Linked DNA regions of Mus musculus: all the other regions are linked to region 2. The links are chromatin contacts, called in public Hi-C and HiChIP or PLAC-seq maps. All regions are on one chromosome and are shown on one strand. Each heading gives the region's core, a stretch centred on a gene start, on an enhancer-like site or on the middle of the called end of the contact. The rest is flanking DNA. Distances are from core to core; before and after follow the strand shown. Region 1 overlaps Gm33377 (a long non-coding RNA gene). Region 2 overlaps Ube2n (ubiquitin-conjugating enzyme E2N). Region 3 overlaps Eea1 (early endosome antigen 1).

The links. A called contact is a pair of places that touch in the nucleus more often than the background predicts. HiChIP or PLAC-seq counts read pairs in DNA pulled down with a chosen protein or histone mark.
Region 1: an H3K27ac HiChIP or PLAC-seq map of microglia shows a contact between it and region 2, with 10 times the contacts expected there. The contact joins two enhancer-like sites. A contact is called at or near these places in 4 of 39 promoter capture datasets (embryonic stem cells and neural stem cells), 2 of 15 datasets of contacts at CTCF or cohesin (both in the NIH/3T3 cell line), 45 of 484 Hi-C or Micro-C datasets (the AtT-20 cell line, the C2C12 cell line, DN2 thymocytes and 29 more), 26 of 115 datasets of contacts at active chromatin or transcription factors (bone marrow-derived macrophages, craniofacial prominence, effector CD8 T cells and 14 more) and 4 of 9 other capture datasets (adipose tissue, bone marrow-derived macrophages, liver and 1 more).
Region 3: a Hi-C map of bone marrow-derived macrophages shows a contact between it and region 2, with 15 read pairs. The contact joins two enhancer-like sites. A contact is called at or near these places in 1 of 15 datasets of contacts at CTCF or cohesin (the NIH/3T3 cell line), 18 of 484 Hi-C or Micro-C datasets (3T3-L1-derived adipocytes, B cells, the C2C12 cell line and 12 more), 2 of 115 datasets of contacts at active chromatin or transcription factors (the NIH/3T3 cell line and embryonic fibroblasts) and 1 of 9 other capture datasets (liver).

What each region holds. Positions count from the first base shown.
Region 1 is chr10:95,878,953-95,881,693 of GRCm38.p6, forward strand. The region is part of intron 3 of Gm33377 (a long non-coding RNA gene); the gene reads left to right. Among named protein-coding and RNA genes, the nearest start is that of Gm24433, 18 kb to the right of the region's middle. Within about 2 kb of position 1,374, at least 88 of the 459 cell types and tissues checked have an H3K27ac peak or open chromatin away from gene starts, as enhancers often do. A contact at or near this core is called in bone marrow-derived macrophages and microglia, where this site is marked.
Region 2 is chr10:95,529,563-95,532,347 of GRCm38.p6, forward strand. All of the region lies in intron 1 of Ube2n (ubiquitin-conjugating enzyme E2N), which reads left to right. Among named protein-coding and RNA genes, the nearest start is that of Ube2n, 16 kb to the left of the region's middle. Within about 2 kb of position 1,334, at least 24 of the 459 cell types and tissues checked have an H3K27ac peak or open chromatin away from gene starts, as enhancers often do. A contact at or near this core is called in bone marrow-derived macrophages and microglia, where this site is marked.
Region 3 is chr10:96,014,548-96,017,535 of GRCm38.p6, forward strand. All of the region lies in intron 13 of Eea1 (early endosome antigen 1), which reads left to right. Among named protein-coding and RNA genes, the nearest start is that of Eea1, 75 kb to the left of the region's middle. Within about 2 kb of position 1,429, at least 85 of the 459 cell types and tissues checked have an H3K27ac peak or open chromatin away from gene starts, as enhancers often do. A contact at or near this core is called in bone marrow-derived macrophages, where this site is marked.

The DNA.
Region 1 (2,741 bases), core at 124-2,623, 350 kb after region 2:
TTTAGAAATAAAATCTGCCGTGCCTCCTATCCCTCCAGCATATATGCATTACCAAAGAGAACAAAGCTTAATGACCGGAGACACTGTGAAGTACCGTGTGCTAGCTCATGTCTGCAATCCCAGCATCTGCCAAATCTTCTCCAGAATACACATGGGGCCAGCCTGAGCTGCACGGGACCCTGTCTCAAAAACAAATGAACAGAATGAAGAAGAAGAAAAATACAGTTTGGAGAGGAATATGACCTTTATCTGACAGTTGTTTGCTTTCCCCTGTAACTTCTCATAGACACACAAAATCCTTTTCCTCTGAATCATTAAGTCTATTACAATGCACTTGTTTGTTGTTAAGGATGCTGAATAAACTGGAATTCAAAGTCATCTCTCTGAAAACAACTCATTCCATAGGTGTCCTCCGTGTATACATGAAGCAGACATGCAGGCAACACGCCTATAGCTCCAGAAACCGAGACAGGAGGATGGGTGTGGGTTCAAGGCTAGCCTGGGTTACCCAGTGAGAGTTGGTTCCAGACTAGCCAGTACTACATAGTCAGACCGTATCCCTGAAAGAAAAGAACAATAATCAATAGCTTCGGTCTGATCTCTTATTCTCTGAACTCTAAAAACACAAATCACAACAGCAGTGGTTTGAATATGCGCCTAGTTTTCATGTGTCAGAAACGTAGTGGTTTGAATGAGAATGGCCCACAGAGACTCATATATTTGAATGTTTAGTCCCCAGTTGGTGGAACTGTTTAGGAAGGATGGGTAGATGTAGCCTTATTGAAAGAAGTGTGTCACTGTGGTTGGGCTTGGGGTTTCAAACACCTACTGACATTCCCAATGCATTCTCTGCCTCCTACTTGTGGATTGAGAGACGTGAGCTTCAGCTGCCGCTCCAGCCACTTGCTGCCGTGCCTTTGCTTGTCCATCATAACTCTAACCCTCTAATTAAACTCTTTTTTTAATTTTTTTAAAAAATAAATTGCCAAGATAAATAAATAAATTAGCTAGCCTTGGCCTTGGTGTTTTGTCATAGCAACAGAAAAGTAACTAAGACAGTCGATGTACTTGGACATTTGATTCCCTGTAGTTATTGCTTGGGAGGAACCTTAAGGAGGTAGAGTGTTGCTAGAGGAAGTAGATCACTGGGGGCAAGCTTTGAGGTTTTCTAACCTGACGCCACTTCCTGTTCTTTCTGTTTCCTGAAATGTGATCTCTCTGGCTTTCTGATTTCTGGTTCCTGCGGTTCCTACTCCGGTGCCAGCCCCACCAAGGCGGCTTTCTGATTTCTGGTTCCTGCGGTTCCTACTCCGGTGCCAGCCCCACCAAGGCGGCTTGTACCCACTTAAGCAAAACCTTCCCTCCTCTAAGCTCAGGAACAGAAAGAAACCGATACAGTGCGTGGTGCAGCGGTGTGGAGCAGTGGGGATAACACACCCACTAACTGAGATCAGAAGATAGCGCAACTTACTCAAGGCTGAGGTAAATCAGCAGCTAACAGTGGCGAGGAGGATACAAAGCAAGGATAAAGATTCCTCAGTGTAGAGGGTCAAATTCCCCTGGACTGAACTGAAAGTAATCCTCCTGCCCCACCCCTCTGACTGCTGTGATTACTGGAGTGTGCGTCTGCACCCAGTTACTTTTTTTTTTTTTTTTTTTTTTTTAAGTTCCTGATACTTGGCATGCCTAAAGAGATCCACCCAACAGAACTGAACTAGACAAATCCAGACAAAGTAAGGGTAGTCTCACAGTTTAGCTCGCAGTTTTTAACTAATGACTCTGGACTTGTCCCTCTAACCTGCATCATTTCCTGAACCTCGATTTCATTTCCTGTGACCTGCTAGGCACCTTTAGTCAAATGTCCTACTGATACTCAAAACTCAGTACTGCTGCTTGGAAACACATCTGCCAGCGTTTCACCAGAAAGGCAAGGCAAGAAAGAGCACATACCTGCAGTCCTGGGCTGGGGAGACAGAGGTCTGAAAAATCACGGGCTTGAGACCAGCCTGGGCTCTATCAAGACGGTCATATGTATATGTAAATCTAGATGTATATGTATATCGTATATGTGTATCCTATATATATATATATATACTTGATCTCACGTCTAACCTTTACTAAACAGACTATATAAAAGCCTCTGTTTCCATGGTTATAAAATGTTGAGTGCTGTACATAACAGAAATACTGGAAGCTGGGCATGGTGGCGCATGCCTTTAATCTGAGCACTTGGGAGGCAGAGGCAGGTGGATTTCTGAGTTCGAGGCCAGCCTGGTCTACAGAATGAGTTCCAGGACAGCCAGGGCTACACAGAGAAACCCTGTCTCGAAAAAACAAACAAAGTACTAGGAAAATACTAGGAAAAGTAAGAAATGCAGTAGTATTGAATGCACAGCGTAGTATCCTTTTTTTTACAGTCCTTGCTTCGTGTTATTACCAAAAATGTAACATTTTTTTCTCATACCTTCCTTTTTCCTCCTCCCTTTTCCTTCCTTTCTTTCTGTCTGTCTTTTGCAATAGTATCATGAGGTCCAGGCTAGCCTCGACCTCCCTATATAGTTGAGGATGACCCTGAATTTCTGATTCCTTCCGCACCTCCTCCATGCTGGGATTTGAGCTGGACACCATGGCCCTCGGCAGCTCTTCTTTCTTGATCCTCAAATTCAACCAGTTGCTCAGTTGTGAGGGTCAAGACCCCACGCCCCCACCCACCCACCCCTGCATGCAGCATCCCCTGCCCT
Region 2 (2,785 bases), core at 84-2,583:
AGTTGTCCCAACTCTGCTGTCCCTATAAAAGTGTGATCACTAGCTTCTAGGGTGCGATTATTTGCAGTGCAATTTGTGAACAGTGATGCAACCAGATTGAGGAATGAAGCCAACAATGCAGCTGCCGGTAACAACTGTGTACCTTACACAGTTTTAGGGCTGCTTTTTGTTTTTTTTTTTTTTGTTTGTTTGTTTGGTTTGGTTTGGTTTTTGTTTGTTTGGTTTTTGGTTTTGGTTGTTTGAGACAGGGTTTCTCTATATAACAGCCCTGGCTGTCTTGGAGGAACTTGCTACAACCTAAAGGCATTCGCCATCATGCCCAACTTCGTTTTAGGGCTTTTGTCTGTATAAGATAACATTCTTGAATGTGACTTGGGATTTTGATTGCTAGGAGTATAACTAATTTCATGTATATTAATTTCATATTTTATGAACAAGTTAAAACCAAAAGCTTAGAAATTGGGTATGGTGATACATGCCTGTAATTCACTACTGAAGCAGGGTCAAGATTTAGAGGTCAGCCTGGGCAAAACAGCTATGCCTTTCCTCAAAAACAAAACCACAAACACCAAAACTAGATTTCATTGGTAACAAATTTCTTCCTTGTTTAGAGAATGTACTGGGACACAATCTATATCTATATCTATGATTATCCCCTAGGGCAAAAGACTATGGAACAGTACTTACAATTACAAGTCTCAGAGATACTCAAAGGGGAAATTTCTAGTAACAGTAAGATTTAATTTATTTTAATAAAGTGCCTGTAAGTTTAGTGCCAGAGTTTTTGGTGTTCAGGGCAGGCCTCAGTTTTAAGCATATCATACAATTTTTTTTCCTTTGTAAGGTAAAACTCTCCAGGCTGTAGTATGAATTTAATACTATCTTAAAATGATTTTAAACTATGTAGAAAGCCGTTGATAGACATTATAATTGCCTTATTTTTTTCTTCCCCACTTAGTTCCTCCCACAGGAATCCACTCCATTCTCAGTCTGTTAATTTCCTGTCCTGCCCTGGGTTTCTATTGCTGTGCTGAGCATCACAACCAAAAGTAACTGGAGGAGGAAAGGGCTTAGGGCTTGTCTTACATGTTACAGTCCATCAGGGAGGCCAAGGCAGGAACTGAAGCAGAGACCTCGGAGGGACATATCTTCCTGGGTTTTTCCCATTACTTGCTCTGCTTACTTTCTCATACAACCCAGGACCACCTGCCTGGGGTGGTATTTAATCCCTCCCCCAAAGTGAGCTGGGCTTTCACACCAGTAATTAATCATGGGCAATCTGATGGAGGCATTTTCTCAATTGAGGTTCCTCTTCTCAGATAATTCATTTGTGTCAAGTTGACAAAAAACTAGCCAGCATGTCCCCTTTTCACTTCTCTAATTTTAGAGACTATATAGTTACCAAGCAACCAAGGCAGCTTTAGGTAATTTGAGCAGGAACAGCATCTATTAGGCATTTCAATCTTCAGGAGAGCCACAGAGGTAGCTAGTAAGAGGTTTAGGATTGGACAGCAGTGATTTCACTGCATCATTGGATTTGGTACACTCTACGATGTGTGTAGTCTTGATGCTCGTGTCCAGTAGAAGCTGCTGCTATTCCACTATTTGTTCCCTTGGTGCTAACTCCTGACATTCTTTCTACAATGGACTCTTCTAATTAAGTTCTGGCACACAGGGTTTTTGTTTTGTTTTTGTTTTTTGTTTGTTTTGTTTTGTTTTAAACAGAGTTTTGCATAGCCTGGGTTAGCTTAAATTTGATGTGTAGCTGAGGATAACTTTGAATTCCTGATCCTTTTGCTTCTGACACCCAAGTATTTGATATAAATGCCTGTATCAAAAATTGAGGAATTAATATTGAGGTGGCAAGGAGAGATCCATAAAAGTTTGTGGGTGGGTGTGTTTATGTGTGTCTAGGGGTGTGTGCTGATTGCCAAATCAAGGGTGTTTACTTGTGAAGCAGCCAAAAGAATAATGGATGGAACAGTGGATATCTACAAGTCTGATTTTGCTATTACTTTACCGTGCAGTCTTACACTGTGGCTATCATTTGGTTACCTCACATTTCCATATTTTTCTACGGCTCCAGCTCCAACATAATAGGAAGAATAAGGAAAGGAAATATGTGTGTGAACAAAGGAAAATATGAATGATTAAGGGAAATTTTTTTAATCAAAATTCAAATTCAGTTTTACTAATGCGTTACATGGGATGTTAAGTTTACCATATAAAACTAACATCTAACAAGCAGCTCCCCTGGTTGTCATTGATGATGAAGCCAGACCCCTTTTTCTTCCCCTATTAAGTTACTATTCTCGGATATAAAATATGCAAGCTAAAAAAACCAAAAAACCTCACCAATGACAGAGCGCGCATGGGTTGGACCTACCCCCCCCCCCCCATTTGTAACAGAAGTGCAGCTTGGTCTTCATGCAGATCCCTCAACAACTGGAACAGGTTTGTCCCTGAGTCAGTTGCCTGTGTGTGGCTCTCGTTCCCCTCACTGGGGAACTTCACTGGAAGCGGATGACTCTAGTCCTGTAGAGACTTAATGTTCTGGGACAAGGGTGGGTGGTCATACCCAGAGAGGGCTCCCCCTTTTCAGAGGAGAAAGGGAGGAGAGGGGGTCTGATATTGAATGTTAAGTGAACAGATAAATAATTTTTAAAAGCCAGCTTGTCAAATTTATTAGTGTTTTAGAAACTTGGCCTAACAAGACTTCCAGTGGAGTGTTAATAATACTAAGTTAGATCCTTTTCTTTTAGTGAGCAGTGAAAATTCCTTTTTG
Region 3 (2,988 bases), core at 179-2,678, 490 kb after region 2:
AAAGTGCCTGCTGCCGTGGATGCTTGCTGATGGTGCAAACAGCGCCCATGGTAATTAAGCAGGATGCACAGCTATCTGAGTGTCGTAGTCACATCCAGAAGGAGGGTCAGGGTGGGAGGCATGCAAGTGCTGTGTGAGGCTTACTGTGCATGCCAGGGTTGCTTGGTGTCTTAGTTTGGAATTCTAATGCGGCAACAAAACTTCATGACCAGAAAACACGTTGGGGAGGAAAGGGAAGGATGGCTAAGGATTTTTGCCTGGGCACCAGTTGAAATTGCTAGAATAAAAGCACAGATCTCCGTAGAGTGTCTGAGTTCCACTCGTCAGTAAGCACACAGAATCATCATCTCAGTGGGTTTTGTTGACATGACGTCCTCACTCTAACATTCTCAGTAACTACTTGAAGCTTCAGCATTCTTCCCAGCTCTGAATCCCTGCCTGGCTGATCCTGGCCTATTATTACCTACAATTACATCCTGATATGTGAGATTTTTTTCTTAAGTGATCTACCTTGACTTTCTATTCTTTTTCCTATTGCACCGTGTCTGCCTGTGCCCATATTTGCCTCCTCTGTCTGAATGTGACCCTTGACACTTCCTTCTGTCTTTCGAGCTTCAGTGGATAAGCCCACATATACTGCCCACTGTGGAGGTACCATAGTGTCTTATCATCTGATTCCTTTAGTCACTTATCTTCCAGCATTTTTTAATAAGTGTCATGAACAAGAAACCTATTCCTACATATCTCTTTATTTCTCAAAAATTCTTCCTAAACCAAATTTTCCTCTAGTTTCTACCCGCTTTTCATATAATTTACATTTAAGTTGTAAAAATAGTTTATATTTCTTTTCCTAGCTCAAGAAAACTGAGATACTTGTTAGATTTGCAACATGGAGGTTTTGGGCCTTGGTAAGAACAATTTGGCAGAGATGAACACCTGATAGGATTTCAAGGCGATGGGGGTTAAGCTGGATTGTATAACTGTAGGTTACCCTGGGATTTTACTGTTAAGAGTAGGAAAGAAATGAAAATGAAAACTTTGGTAGAGGTCAACAGCTAAGAGGGTTTTCTTACCTGGTGTCTCAGAGTTAACTGTAGGTGGAGACACAGCTGGAAATAAAACCACTGAGATGATTATTCTGTGTGGTTACTGGCGAGTGGAACTCAGACACTCTATGGAAATCTGTGCCTTTATTCTAGCACTTTTCAGAAGTATGGGAGGAAAGGGACAGATTGCAGTACTGATCTGGAGTTGGTATTTTGTGGGGTGGTTGTCTGGGGTATTTTGAGGTGACAGGAAATGAACTACAAGAAAAGTTTGAGGTTTAGAAAGAAAAGCTAGGCTAACATGAATCAGCTGGAAGGAGACTGAAGTGATAGGCATTGAAGATGAGGTCATGCAATCAGCAGATAGGAAGTTGTGGTCACTGAGTAAGACAGTCATACTTTTTAGTTTTCCTGATTTCAGACTATTGCAAAATCCTTGTGTGATTGCAGTATAGAATGAGTTCTGGTGAGGAATTAAGTTAATATGAATGTTGAGAGTGCACTGTTAATTCTGTCTGTGTTTTATATTTTGTGGGAAGTTTGCAGAAATTGAGAATAAGACAAAGACTAAATCATCAAGTCTTACTTCTTGAGTGACTTCAGGGATTTACAGGTAGCAATAAACTGTCAAGGGTGGCAATGCTGCAGACAGCCCTGGGCTAATCATAGATGATGGTAACTCCGTTCTCCTGGGAGGGGCTGTGAACAAGGAAGGAGTCAGCACTCAGGTGATTTCCTGTAAACCTGCTTCCCACCTTAATTTGTAAATAAAGGCTAGAGCCAGTGATTGGGTGGAGAGAGAGGGGAAGGTGGAGCTGAAGGTTTTGGGAGGAAAGGAAAGAAAGTGGGGATGACAGAGGAGGAGGAGGAAGGAAAGTGGAGCAGAAGCACCTGGACTGGAGAAAGCACAAGTTCTAAGGGGTCTCTTATATGGGGAAAATAGTAGTGAAGTGGTAGATCTGCCCAATCTAGGTGCAAAGCCTGTGTTCAGATTAATCGAGTTGTGTTTTCATTGCTTGGGCTTATTTGGGTTGGAGATTTACCACACTTCCAAACCAGCACAGGCTTATCTACGAGGAGGATGGCAGTGACAAAAGCAGGGGTAGGCGGCCTCCTCTGCTTGCCTACAGGACTAGTCTGATGGCCGGTTAGAGAGGGAGATGGGTAAACAGGATCCGGGAAGGGAAAACCTGATTTCAATGGAGAATGAAAACCGTGACTTCTGCAGAAAGCTTTGCCCTGGGGAACTTGGATGCCAGAAGAGTAGTCAAAGGTGGTGAGAGGAGTTCTTGGTGGCCGGAGCAAAAGCTGAGAGCAAGTAGGTGGTGTCATTCTTCATAACTGAAGCTTAGAGAAATGAGAAGCCCACTTGACAGTGATCAACTTTTAAATCATTCAAGATGCTGGTGCCTACTTGCCGCTAACACTGCATGGCCTACCTGTAAAGCTGGGGCTGTATTCTGGGTAGAAAGTAGATGTTGCAGATGTCATCTATTGCAGGATATTGAGGAAGAAGAGGGCTTTGCTGATTTAGAGGAGTCCTACTGGGCATAGAAGTAAGCTTGCATAAGTATATATGTGTGAGAGTGCAGTGATGTGGGGGTGGGCCGGGGGAGGGCCAGTGTAAGACAGGGTCTCTGTGTAGCCCTGGCTGTCCTGGTACTCACTCTGTAGACCTGGCTGGAACTCAGAGATCTACCTGCTTCTGTGTCCTAAGTGCTAGGATCAAAGGTGTTTGCCACACTACACCCAGCTGCACTGGTTGTTTTCATTCAGTGTTTATTTCAGAGCAACAGTGTCATGTGTCTTGGATATATACTAATGAAGAAGAAAGACAATGTATTTATATTCTGTGCCTTATGTTGTAGTGGGAGGTAGAAGGAAGTAAATAAACATGAGAGAAATAACTAAGCTCTACTGTGCTGAGCTAAGTGCAGTACAG